Linked DNA regions of Zea mays: region 2 is linked to region 1. Evidence: chromatin contacts called from public Hi-C data. All regions are on one chromosome and are shown on one strand. The core of a region is the stretch at or near the end of the contact, and the rest is flanking DNA. Distances in the headings are between cores, read along the strand shown. Region 1 has its middle 38 kb from the start of LOC100381684. Region 2 holds the start of LOC100277537.

Evidence for each region. A called contact is a pair of places that touch in the nucleus more often than the background predicts.
Region 2: a contact with region 1 is called in a Hi-C map of tassel, with 4 times the contacts expected there. The contact joins the promoter of LOC100277537 here to the enhancer-like site in region 1. A contact is called at or near these places in 3 of 25 Hi-C or Micro-C datasets (ear, leaf and tassel).

The regions. Positions count from the first base shown.
Region 1 is chr1:95,136,144-95,141,607 of Zm-B73-REFERENCE-NAM-5.0, forward strand. No RefSeq gene overlaps it. Among protein-coding and RNA genes, the nearest start is that of LOC100381684, 38 kb to the left of the region's middle. Within about 2 kb of position 2,523, at least 17 of the 20 cell types and tissues checked have an H3K27ac peak or open chromatin away from gene starts, as enhancers often do. A contact at or near this core is called in ear, leaf and tassel, where this site is marked.
Region 2 is chr1:95,218,883-95,224,346 of Zm-B73-REFERENCE-NAM-5.0, forward strand. It overlaps LOC100277537, which reads left to right and starts at 3,246. Exons shown (of 1, transcript NM_001151068.2): 1 at 3,246-4,173. The coding sequence starts at 3,320. The coding sequence ends at 4,069. LOC103637670 (serine/threonine-protein kinase D6PK) reads right to left here. Exons shown (of 2, transcript XM_008660229.4): 2 at 4,222-5,429. The coding sequence ends at 4,493.

The DNA of each region.
Region 1 (5,464 bases), core at 1,273-3,772:
TATCAGATGTAATAAATTATTATGTGTACATCAAAATAAACATATTTTGTACAATGAATGATCTTTTGACAAGGTAATTGTTTATTTTTATCATTAACTATTATATGAAGATGTCGCCACGTTTAAAGGGTCCTGGCGAGGAACAGGAATGGAGAATGCTTCTTCATCCTCATCCCCGTTTATTCGTTGGGGAAGAATTTTTTCCGTTTACATCCCATGATCTCCATCTTCTAATGAAAGAATTTCCCACCGGATCAAGGATAGGGTCCCATTAGCATTTCTAGGACGTAGTAGCTTGTATTCATACTCGTGGAGTAGGGGTAAGAAAAGCTGGCAACCTCTCATCAGGTCTCAGATGCTGCATGTCCTTCTGTAACTTACTACTGTCGTTAAGTGAGTAGCACTATGCATGAATGCATAATGACCATAGACTCTAAGGCCATCAAGAAGAGAGTTGACTAGTGGTCCTGATGGCCTGGTATCAATCAACAATAGTTGCTGAGAGCAACTAGGCTTATGCAGCTGTAGAGATCTGCATTGCTGATGAAACGAAACAGTTGTATACAAGGACTTGTGTGCCTTTTTTAATAATGGAAGGCACTTGTGTCCTGTACTCGTGTGTGATAACTGGTAACAGGGGAGCGACGTGAATGGAAGCAGTGACTACGATTTGTTTGGTTGAGGTACTGATTATCCCAACTGCACTGTCTCATTTAGTGCTTGTTCGGTTATACCGTAATCTATATGAATCGAGGGGATTGAGGGGATTGAGGGGATTTCAATCACTAGTAAGTTAAAATCTCTCTCAATCTGTATTAATCCATTCCAATTTATATGGATTGAAAATAACCGAATAAGCCCTTAGGGGTGAAAAAGGCACGGTACCCGGATCGGGTACCAGATACGGGTAGTGAAATAACCCGATTTTTCGAATATAGATACGGGTATTTTTGTTGTCGGGACGGATACGAATACTACACGAATAATGTACAGCCAGATACAGATAGGATACAGAGTCACTATTATCCGGTAACAACCCGCGAACCTCGGTTCGGATACGGGTATCGGATGATCGGGTACCCGGGTACTCACCTAGCGGGCACCTTGCTATTTTGGCCGGTTGCGGTCTCCACTGTCATGCGCCATGCGGATGAAGCTGGCTTACGGCTCATTAGCCCAAGCTCAGTGTTTGGTTGGTTAGCTTTGGCCTACTAGCACTACGACAGTGACAATCGAAATTCTGAGAACCAGCTTGCTACCATATACTGCTAGTAGTAGCCAAATACTACGTGACATTTTTGTACGTACATGACATTTTTGTCCTTTGGGCACATCTATCGACTTCATTGCTTAGTTTCCCATAATCAGAAATAGGGTATACGTTTACTGCAGAAAATGATATGTCACATGCTAAGAAATGGATTTGTAAGAGCAACGCTGTCAGATTTATGCATTATCTTACTAGTGTTATCCAGATAACTATGATAAAATTTATTGGAGAAGTGGGAATCAAAATCCTCCAACACAACTCCAGAAGTTGATGTGTTCTACATTTGTTAATTGGTAACGTATCATGGTAATATAATGCGTCATGAGCAGAAGTCTTCAAGGGAAATAAAGAATGAAAGAATGTTATGGATGTACAAGAGAAAAAAGTTCCTCAAGCGAAGGAAGCAGCTATAAATCACGTATACTTGTAGATTATGTTTTTTCAAATTATGTTGTCGATTCTATAATATCCTTATTCATTTACATAATTATGTATTTCTTATTTTATTTGTTTGTTGGATGGTTGGTCAATTAATATTATTGGGACGAACTACCCGATAAATATCTGTTATCTACCCGAGTGATATCCGATACCCGTTTATTACCCGTCCGAATTATTAGCCGGTTCCGTCTTATATTCGTCTCGAATTTTAACTATCCGTATCCGGTCTCGTATCCGAGACAAATACATTGGAGGAGAATACGAGATGACCCTGTATTCTTTTTGAGTGGGCCGGTCCGCGTAAACTATGGAAATCCTGCCCACCCATGACTTGCACAAATGGGCTGAACGTCATAGAAGCCCACTTAAAGCCCCAAGCCTGGGAGTACGACTTATGTAGTATTCCACCAGATCGAAGATGACTGTCATTTGGTACGCGCAGCCATGTTTGGCCCATGGAAACACCCGTGAAAAACAACAAGCCTACAGCGGCCCGTTGCCAGTTATGTCTTTCGCCTCTCTCTCTAAACCGGTCAACCCTACCACGGAAGAATCTGATGGGCCTACGCTGCGTACTCTAACCGTCAATGCATTTTCTTTAAATTCTGCCATCTCCGTTCCAAACTACAAACTACAACTTGTTTTGAATTTTCTTTTCAAATACGTATTGTTGGTAACCAAAATGTGACCGAAACCATTGAAGATGGATTGGAAAATTATGTGTGAACAAAAATTATTGAATCCATGGGCCCATCCGTCAGTGGGTCCATGGGCCCGTGCGGTGGCCGTGACTGAAGTGTGGGATCCTTATGGTGGCGTACAAGAGCGGGGAGCATGTGGATGAGGGTAAGGCTTGTTAAGTTTAGGGTTATATGGGTAAATACCTGCTTTGCTCCTAAGGGGTCTCACATCTTTATATAAGAAACATCTTTATATAAGAAACCTGTATACTCTCTCATAATACAAAAAAGAGAAAGAGGCCAGAGGCCCAACCCTATACCCGGTGTCTCGTGTGTTTCCTCTATCGTGCTTATGGGAAGGGAGACGGGTCTTCTACAGCTTCTCGCGCCTCTACTGCTGACGGGAGGGAAGGGAGCGGATCTGGTGATCCGTGGTGACGTAGTTCTCAACACGTTATCAGCACGCTCTACCTCGATGTCGCTGCGGGATCAGATCTGCATCAACTCTCGTTAAGCCGGCAGGTCTTACGGCCTAGCCGAACTGTCCTACGCGACAGTCTTCGATTCTCTATCTACGCAAACAAACGGTATGTTTACTGATTGATCAGTTAGTTGTGCACGTGCTGTAATTTGTGTGCGACGAACTGCCATCGCCGTAGTGGTGCTCCGCTCATCGGGACCGCACTGCGCTAGCAGCCGTGCCTCGACTATGCCAGAGCCGTATCGGGGCCACACCCGAACAAGAGCATTCTATAAGATCCGGTTGCTCGGCGGCGTCGCTCGGCGCATCAGGTCGCTGGCTCCACGCGCATTTTTTGGATCTAGGAGACATGCACGCAGTTGCAGCCGCGAGACTTTCTCCTTGCCGTTGCTGACCTGCTGACCCGCGCACGTCTCCATACACATATGCATGATGCCATGCATCCCCTGCCGCATGAGTCAAACTAGGAAAAGATGCATGCGGCTAAGAAAACAATCATGCGTTGAGTATTTCATGTAAGTGACCGGTTGAGAAACAAAATAATTAAGCATGTTTTTTTATCTTAATCAGTTATTTTTCTATCGCAAATAATTAGTAGAAAAATACATGCTTGAATATGGTAAAATGATAGTTACACGTGATGTGTTATGCTCATGCATTAATTTTGGTGTTCGTTTTTTGCATTAATAATTATTTCCCGTAGTAAATAATTAGCAGAAAATTATTAAAATGGGTGTGCAGACTATACTGCGCAGACTAAAATCGCTCTAAATATTTATGATGTGTTGAGCTTTTGGACTCACGTTGAGCGATTAAATTGTATAGTGGGTACTCTGACATGTCGATCAGACTACGTTATTAATCGACCGAGTTATGGCATTGGCTGAGTATTGGCTGCACCCTGGCAACACGACACAGTATTTGTGTTGTACGAACTTGGCTGTGTCATGTGATTACTATGTCACACTCTCATTTAATCGGACCGCTCCCGTTGAGTCGAACCGCAATCGTCGAGTCACACATTTTTCGCAACCCTGTAGGAACTATCCGTCTGTCGTGATCATCGAGCCACAATTACGTCTGTTGCGCACGTTGTGTGGATTTATCGTGTACCCCAGCTACCGAGCCACAATTGTGCTTGTTATAAAGGCTTGTTGTGTTGTTGTAGCCCTGATGGCCGCACATATGTTGACGCCAGATACGCTAGAGCTTGTACTCACATGGAATGTGGTGGGTTATTCAAGCTCTAAAGTCACATTATTGCACAACCTTCGTAAACAATTTTGTTTGGCTCTATATTTTATTTGATTGTGTTGTGTGGCATCATATATTTATATATATCGCCAAGGGGCCATAACTACTATATCAAGCCCCATAGTGCTTGGAAATCTGGGAAATTAAATTGAAATACAATGAAACATAAATAAGTTAATTCTCTGCTCTCTCTCTCTCTCATGCATAAAGTTTTACTTGAAGTAACCCGAAGATATATAATATAATGCATGAAAGTCTTTTTGTCATAGAAGACATCACAAATTGGGATTTTATTAGTAAGCAATAAGACCTTGTCAGATGAATAAATGCTAGAATCTCAGTCATACATTGCTCAACCAGATGTTGGCACATTGCTATTTGTCGCTGAGCGGCATGAAGCGAACTTTGAGATAAATGGCTAGTACCTTAGCAACACGAAGTTGTGAGTACATCGAAAGGTAATTCTGAGAATTTTTTCACAACGTTGGTGTGAAAAAACATTGTGTGTTCTCGTTGATCCACTTTACTTGGCCTATCTAGGCCCTCTATGCTTGTGTTGCATACATCTCTCAGAATTTAAATACTTATAGCCGCTGAACTGACTTGGGATAGTCCTTTGACTGGTATGGTATATACTATAAACCAAATGGTAAAGGTCGATTCTGAATAGACATATATCTGGGGTTTATGTAGCAGAACTATATTGTATTCCACCCCTTGGCATGCTTACCATAATCTATATCTGATCTACCAGAAGTAAGAAAAGTACAAATATAGCCATGGAATCCCACATCACCACAGAGCTTGAAGCTACATTAGGCATTAATTTGTCCTTGGTTTTTTGTGTTGGAAGAGCCACAATTCTCGATCGCAATACTGTCATTGATGGTAATTTGTGATAGAAATATAAAGATCTTATGGAGACCTGTTGTATTCTCCCTAGTCCTGATGACTCCTTCGTATGAGAGTAGTACTATCTGTTGTTGAAGACGGATCCTAGTCTTGTTTTTGTTCTTGCCAAGCAGTTATCATCATTTGTTTCATGAAAAGCTAGTTATATGGTGATTTTTCCCAGATAAAAATGAATTCTTGGCCTTGCCGGTTCTATTCCAAAACTTCTTATTTTGTCGAACAACGAAGATATCGAAATAATGCTTTATAGAACAAAATGATATATAATTTGAGGAGAAATGTTTGCCCTGCTGGCAGCATCACAATTTATTAACTATTGTTATAAATTCTCTCTCAAAATTATAATACCTAAAATGTTGCATAAATCGATACCCAATTTCAGAACGGTATGAGTAATTGGGTAAACCATGGGCAATAATAAAATGA
Region 2 (5,464 bases), core at 1,996-4,495, 83 kb after region 1:
GATTGCTAAAAATGTTTGCTACTATGTATGAGTAGATAGTACATATTTAGTCTTAAGAGAGTCACACTTAAATTGGCAAAGTTAAAACTTGACTTAGAAACTCAGCTAGTGCTTTTGGCAACCAAACCCCACAGCCAAACAAGCTGCATGTCTAGAGGTAGAGGAGTAGACTCCTCACACCGGGTAAGTCTAGCTGAGTATTAGTATACTCAGCCTTGCTTGTGGCATAATTTTACAGGTTCTCTGGAGGACATGGTTGCTGGAGTGACTTGGCCGTCCATCTTGCCACCGGGTTGGACTGTCGAGTGGGACCCTACCTCGGCTGAGGAGGAGCATGAGGAGTGATGGGACAGGCTTCCCCATCTCTCTGTTTATTTACCGTTAGTTTTATTCCGCTGCACTTCGAACAATGATGACTACCTTTGCAAAACTCCGATGATGATGTAATAATTTAACACTCTTTCATGCATGGTTTTATGCTTTATTGTATTTGCTCTGTGACTCACCATCGAGTGAGATTGTGGTACTTGATCCTGTCAGTGGCCGTGTCGGACTAGATCCGAGGGATTGACGGGTTATTCCCATTTAAGTGTGGTCTAGCCTCTACGGTGGGGTTTAGGCACTTAAGTTGGAATAATTCGGTCAGTTCCGCCACAGTTATAGTTGATATTTAAAATTATTCAGCTTTTTAAAATAAAAATATGTACTTGTCTACTATATAAAAAACAGTTTTCATGATTATATTAGTTATTTGGTTTAATATTTATGTCTACCTAACTAATAGAACATATATTTTTGTGTTTGGTTAAATCAAAGTTTATCCATATGATATATAGAAATGGTAAACAAACTCTATTCCATCCAGGGAAATTAGCGGTGGGATAAATGAGGCTCGAGCCCTACCACCACTCTCGAGAAGTCTCTGTTATAATCTAAATAATCTAAAATGTACACATTATAATATAAATATATATGATAGCGGTTTAGTTTAAGTCTCTTATATTTTTTTCCGGTTCTATACCTGATTCCGTCGTATCGAAGAGAGAAGAGAACCTTATCAAGTGTAGATTCCTTACTTAATTGCGGTGATGCTATGAATGATGGTTTAATATCTGCTCTAAAGGATGCTTGTGGATTGGAGTTTCATCAAGCTCTACTGCTATAATTTGATTATTAATGTTTTTAATTTGTTTAAACTCAGAGGGTACTGAAAAGTATGCAATAGAATACACTTAGTGTTTCATCAACCTCCATACTTGCACCGTCCCATCCAACCACACCAATTCTTGTGTCATCGGGCATATTTGTTTGAGATTAATGACATGTTTTAGGTTTCTGTCAACAAGCGAGTCTGCAGTAGATGATAACATGTGTTGTTTGTTTTTATATAATCGTTGCACGCTAATATTTGATCGAATAATTTGTGTGCCGTCACAACACATGAACAACTAACTATAATCTAAATGTACAGTATAATATAAAATGATCTCATATACTATACTATAATCTAAATGTACAGTATAATATAAAATGATCTCATATACTATACGGTTTAGTTTACTCTCCTATTTTTTTCGGTTCTGTACGTGATTCCGTCGTATCGAAACGAAGAGACCCTTATATATCCAGTGTAGATTGCCTAGCAAACCTGTATGCCTGTGTCATTGAATGCATACGACTGTGGTAACGAGTGCATCGCCATTGATTGATATCACGGTGTACGACGAGTGATACAGGTCCGGTGGCCGGCACATCGTCAGTACTGCATGCCGCCCCGTGTATACGAGCACGCTATTACTCCGTCGCACGAGGCCGGCCGTTGGTTCCATCTATGGTACGGTACCTCAGGGCTATAGATTAGGGTCGGAAACTGCACGACGCAGGTGTAGCGTTGGCAGCGGATATCAATTCCAACAGTCTTGATGCTGGACGGTGCAGTGCAGCACTGGCATGCACCTGTTCTTCTTCCTAATGTGCTGTACCTTCACAAGAGCAATAAGGATGACATTATGACAATCAGAGATGCATAGGAGTATAGGACACCGGGTTACATTTTTGGTAAACCTATACACGTGAGATAAAACTTAATCTATATATGTATCCATGCGCTCGTGGATATAGATGTGTATACATATACACGTACTCGCCGAGTATTCGCTATCCGACTGATACCCGTTATCCGCTCGCCCACTATAATTTTAACATCCAACATCAAACAACAATTTTATCATGGTTCAAGAATTTCACCGTTTCAGCAGCATCGAACAACAATTTGAACACCAAACTACATTGTAGTTGAAAATTGAAAAATAAAAAATTTGAGATAGTGTATTAAATCCCGATGGTCCATATGTCAAATACCCAACGGATATAGATACCTGGTATCTAAACCCGCAAAAAATTTACTCATCGATATCTTATTATATTCATACCCGTACTCGTGGAGAATAAATTTCACCATACTCATACCTAATGAATAATTACATATGGTTATTTATCTATACTCGTATACACTGTCATCTCTAGTACGATGGACAAAAAAAAGACATTAGACGGCCATGGCCATCAAACAAAGACAATCAATGTTGCCACCACGACTGGAGGCAAACAATGACAATATCCAGCTCCAGCACTTATCACAACCAGCACAAAGGTTAGCAAGATACCCTGTTGCTTGGTCATCGATTGAGCGAGCACTAGACGCACCACCTAGCTTCTGCAAGGATGCGAGGCGACGAGACCGCGTGGCATGCGCGCCACGCCTCACTGAAAAAGCGCAATGGCGGATGGCGCGCACATGATCCCCCTCCCTATTCCCTACACCCACGATGCCAAGCACAGGCACAGCCGACCAAAGGAGCGGAGACTGATGAATGATAAACAGCCTGCTGCTGCCTACCTGCCTGCGTATGAAAAGCGACGAGCGACGAGGATCATGAACCACCATGATGGCGGCGTCGAGATCGGGATCCATATGCATGTGAGAGCAAGACGTGACCATCTCCTACCTTTTACAGCTCACAAAGACGAAGCTCGGAGGAGCTGGTGACCAGACCTTGGGGCCATGCATGGATCACTTTCCCAACCCTTGTTATCGAGTATAGAGTAGGACGGGCGGATAAAATACTAGATCCCGAGCTCGGAAAATATGGCGTCGGTGCAAGTGGAGGCCAATCATGGCCACGGTGCTGCCGGCTCTCCACCTTGGAAGCTTTATCACAACCCCCACTACACCCCGCGGGGCAGGGGCACCCATCTCTCCTCATCCTGCTGCTCGCCCTCTCCTTGCCAAGTCCGCAGGAGTCCCGAGCCCCCTCCTATGATCATTGCGCTGGACGACGAGGAGGTCGACCAAGGGTACGGGTACGGCGCCATGTCGTCGGAGCTGGAGCTCTGCGTGGCACGCATCAGGGACCTGAGGGCGGAGCTGGAGTTCGAGCGGCGCATGCGGCGCAAGGCGGAGGCGCTGAGCGAGGCGCTGGCCGCGGAGCTGGCCGACGAGCGGCGGCGGAGCGAGGCCGCGGAGGCCGAGTGCCGGGCGCTGCGGGAGGAGGCCGGCGCCGCGCGCGCGGAGGCGGAGCGCGCCCTGGAGGGCGTCGAGGAGGAGCGGCGGATGCTGCGCGTCGCCGAGCTGTGGCGCGAGGAGCGGGTGCAGATGAAGCTCGCCGACGCCAGGGCCGCGCTGGACGAGAAGCTGCGGGAGATCGACGACGCCGTGGCACAGCTCCAGGCCACTGCCGACGCCAACAAGAGCAGCTGCTGCAGCAGCCCCAACGGCAGCAAGTCGGCGAGCCAGCACGGCGGGCAACAGAGCCCGCAGCACGGTAAGCCGCACCGGCGAGAGCCCGGCGGCGGCGGCGAGAACCCGCACATCCGGAGGGGGATCAAGGGGTTCGTGGAGTTCCCCAGGGCCGCGCGCCTGCGCCTGCGCCCGCGCCCGCGCGAGGAGCGGGTGGATCTGGTGTCCAACCTCGAGTGCCAGCGGGCGCAGCTGCGCGTGCTCATGCGGCACAGGAGCCCCGCCGCCGGCATGGGCCTCATCGGCGCAGCAGAAAACCTGGTCGTGTAGTGCACCGTATACTAACGTATAGCGTATGTTTATTGAGGTGGTCGGTAACTCTGTATCTTCCTCTGTTCCACTTCATATTATGGGACATTCACATTTTGGTACAGTACAGAATGCTTAGGCAAACTACATGGTGTATTTCGTTGCTGATCATGTAGTAAAAAGAAAAATCTGATAAGGCTATATAACTTGTAATGGAAACAGACATGATGACAAATCGTTCCTTCGACTACTCAAACTTCATGGCTTACTCTTTGACTAAGTAACTACTAGTGTCTAGTGACATGGGACGAGCCGCAACTCTCAAGTCTCAACAACCAACACAGACTTGGGACCGGTCAGACATGCCAAACGCTAGCACTCCAGTATGGAACTACACCTACAATTCGTCTTGAACTGCAACAAGTATCGTTAACTCAAAACTAGCTAAAAGAATTCGAAGTCTAGGAACTTCCCCCCGGACTCAGAACCGGTTCCTGCCATCCTCTTGCTGCTGCTGTTGATCTCCATCCTCTTGCTGTTGCTGCTGCTGTTGATCTCCATCCTCTTGCTATTGCTGCTGCTGTTGATCTCCGCTCTTTCCACCGGCGCTGGCTTAGCTGGCGCGGGCGGCGCCAACGCCACGGGCTCGACGGCCCGGGGCACGCCGGGGGGAGTGCTGCAGCGGATAAGCGCCCAGTTGACGCCCTCAAAGAAGGGGTGCTGCTTTATCTCCGCGGCGCCCCTCTTCACGCCCAGCCGGCTCTGGGGCTCCTTGGCCAGCAGGCCTCTGATCAGGTCCCTGCTCGCGTTGCTCGTGCCGGGGCAGTCCGGGAACCTGAGCTGCTGGCCGACGACGTTGAACAGCGTGGCGCGGTTCGTCTGCCCCTTGAACGGCGTCTTGCCGTACATGAGCTCGTGCAGGAAGATGCCGAACGTCCACCAGTCCACCGCGCTGCCGTGGCCCTCGCCCTTGATGATCTCCGGAGCCAGGTACTCGTGCGTCCCCACGAACGACATGGACCGCGCCCCCGTCGGCTCCACGACGAGCTCCGGCAGGCCCGTGGGAGCCTGCTGCTGCCTGGGCTCGCCGCCCTTGGATTTGGATTTCTTGGCGCTGCTGCTCTTCTTGCTCCTCTGGCCGAAGAGCTTGGGCATGAAGCATGTGGGCTGGATGCAGGCAGCCTGCGCGTTCCTGGAGTCGGAGTTCAGGGAAGATCTCACCAGCGTCGGCGACACCGCGCAACGAAGGGAGAGGTCGAAGTCGGAGATCATGATGTGGCCATCTTCTCTCACGAGCACGTTCTCCGGCTTCAGATCTCTGTAGACCACTCCAAGCATATGCAGGTACTCCAGCGCAAGGAGCACTTCTGCGGCGTAAAACCTGGCAGAAAAGAAAAAAAAAGAGAGAGATCATAC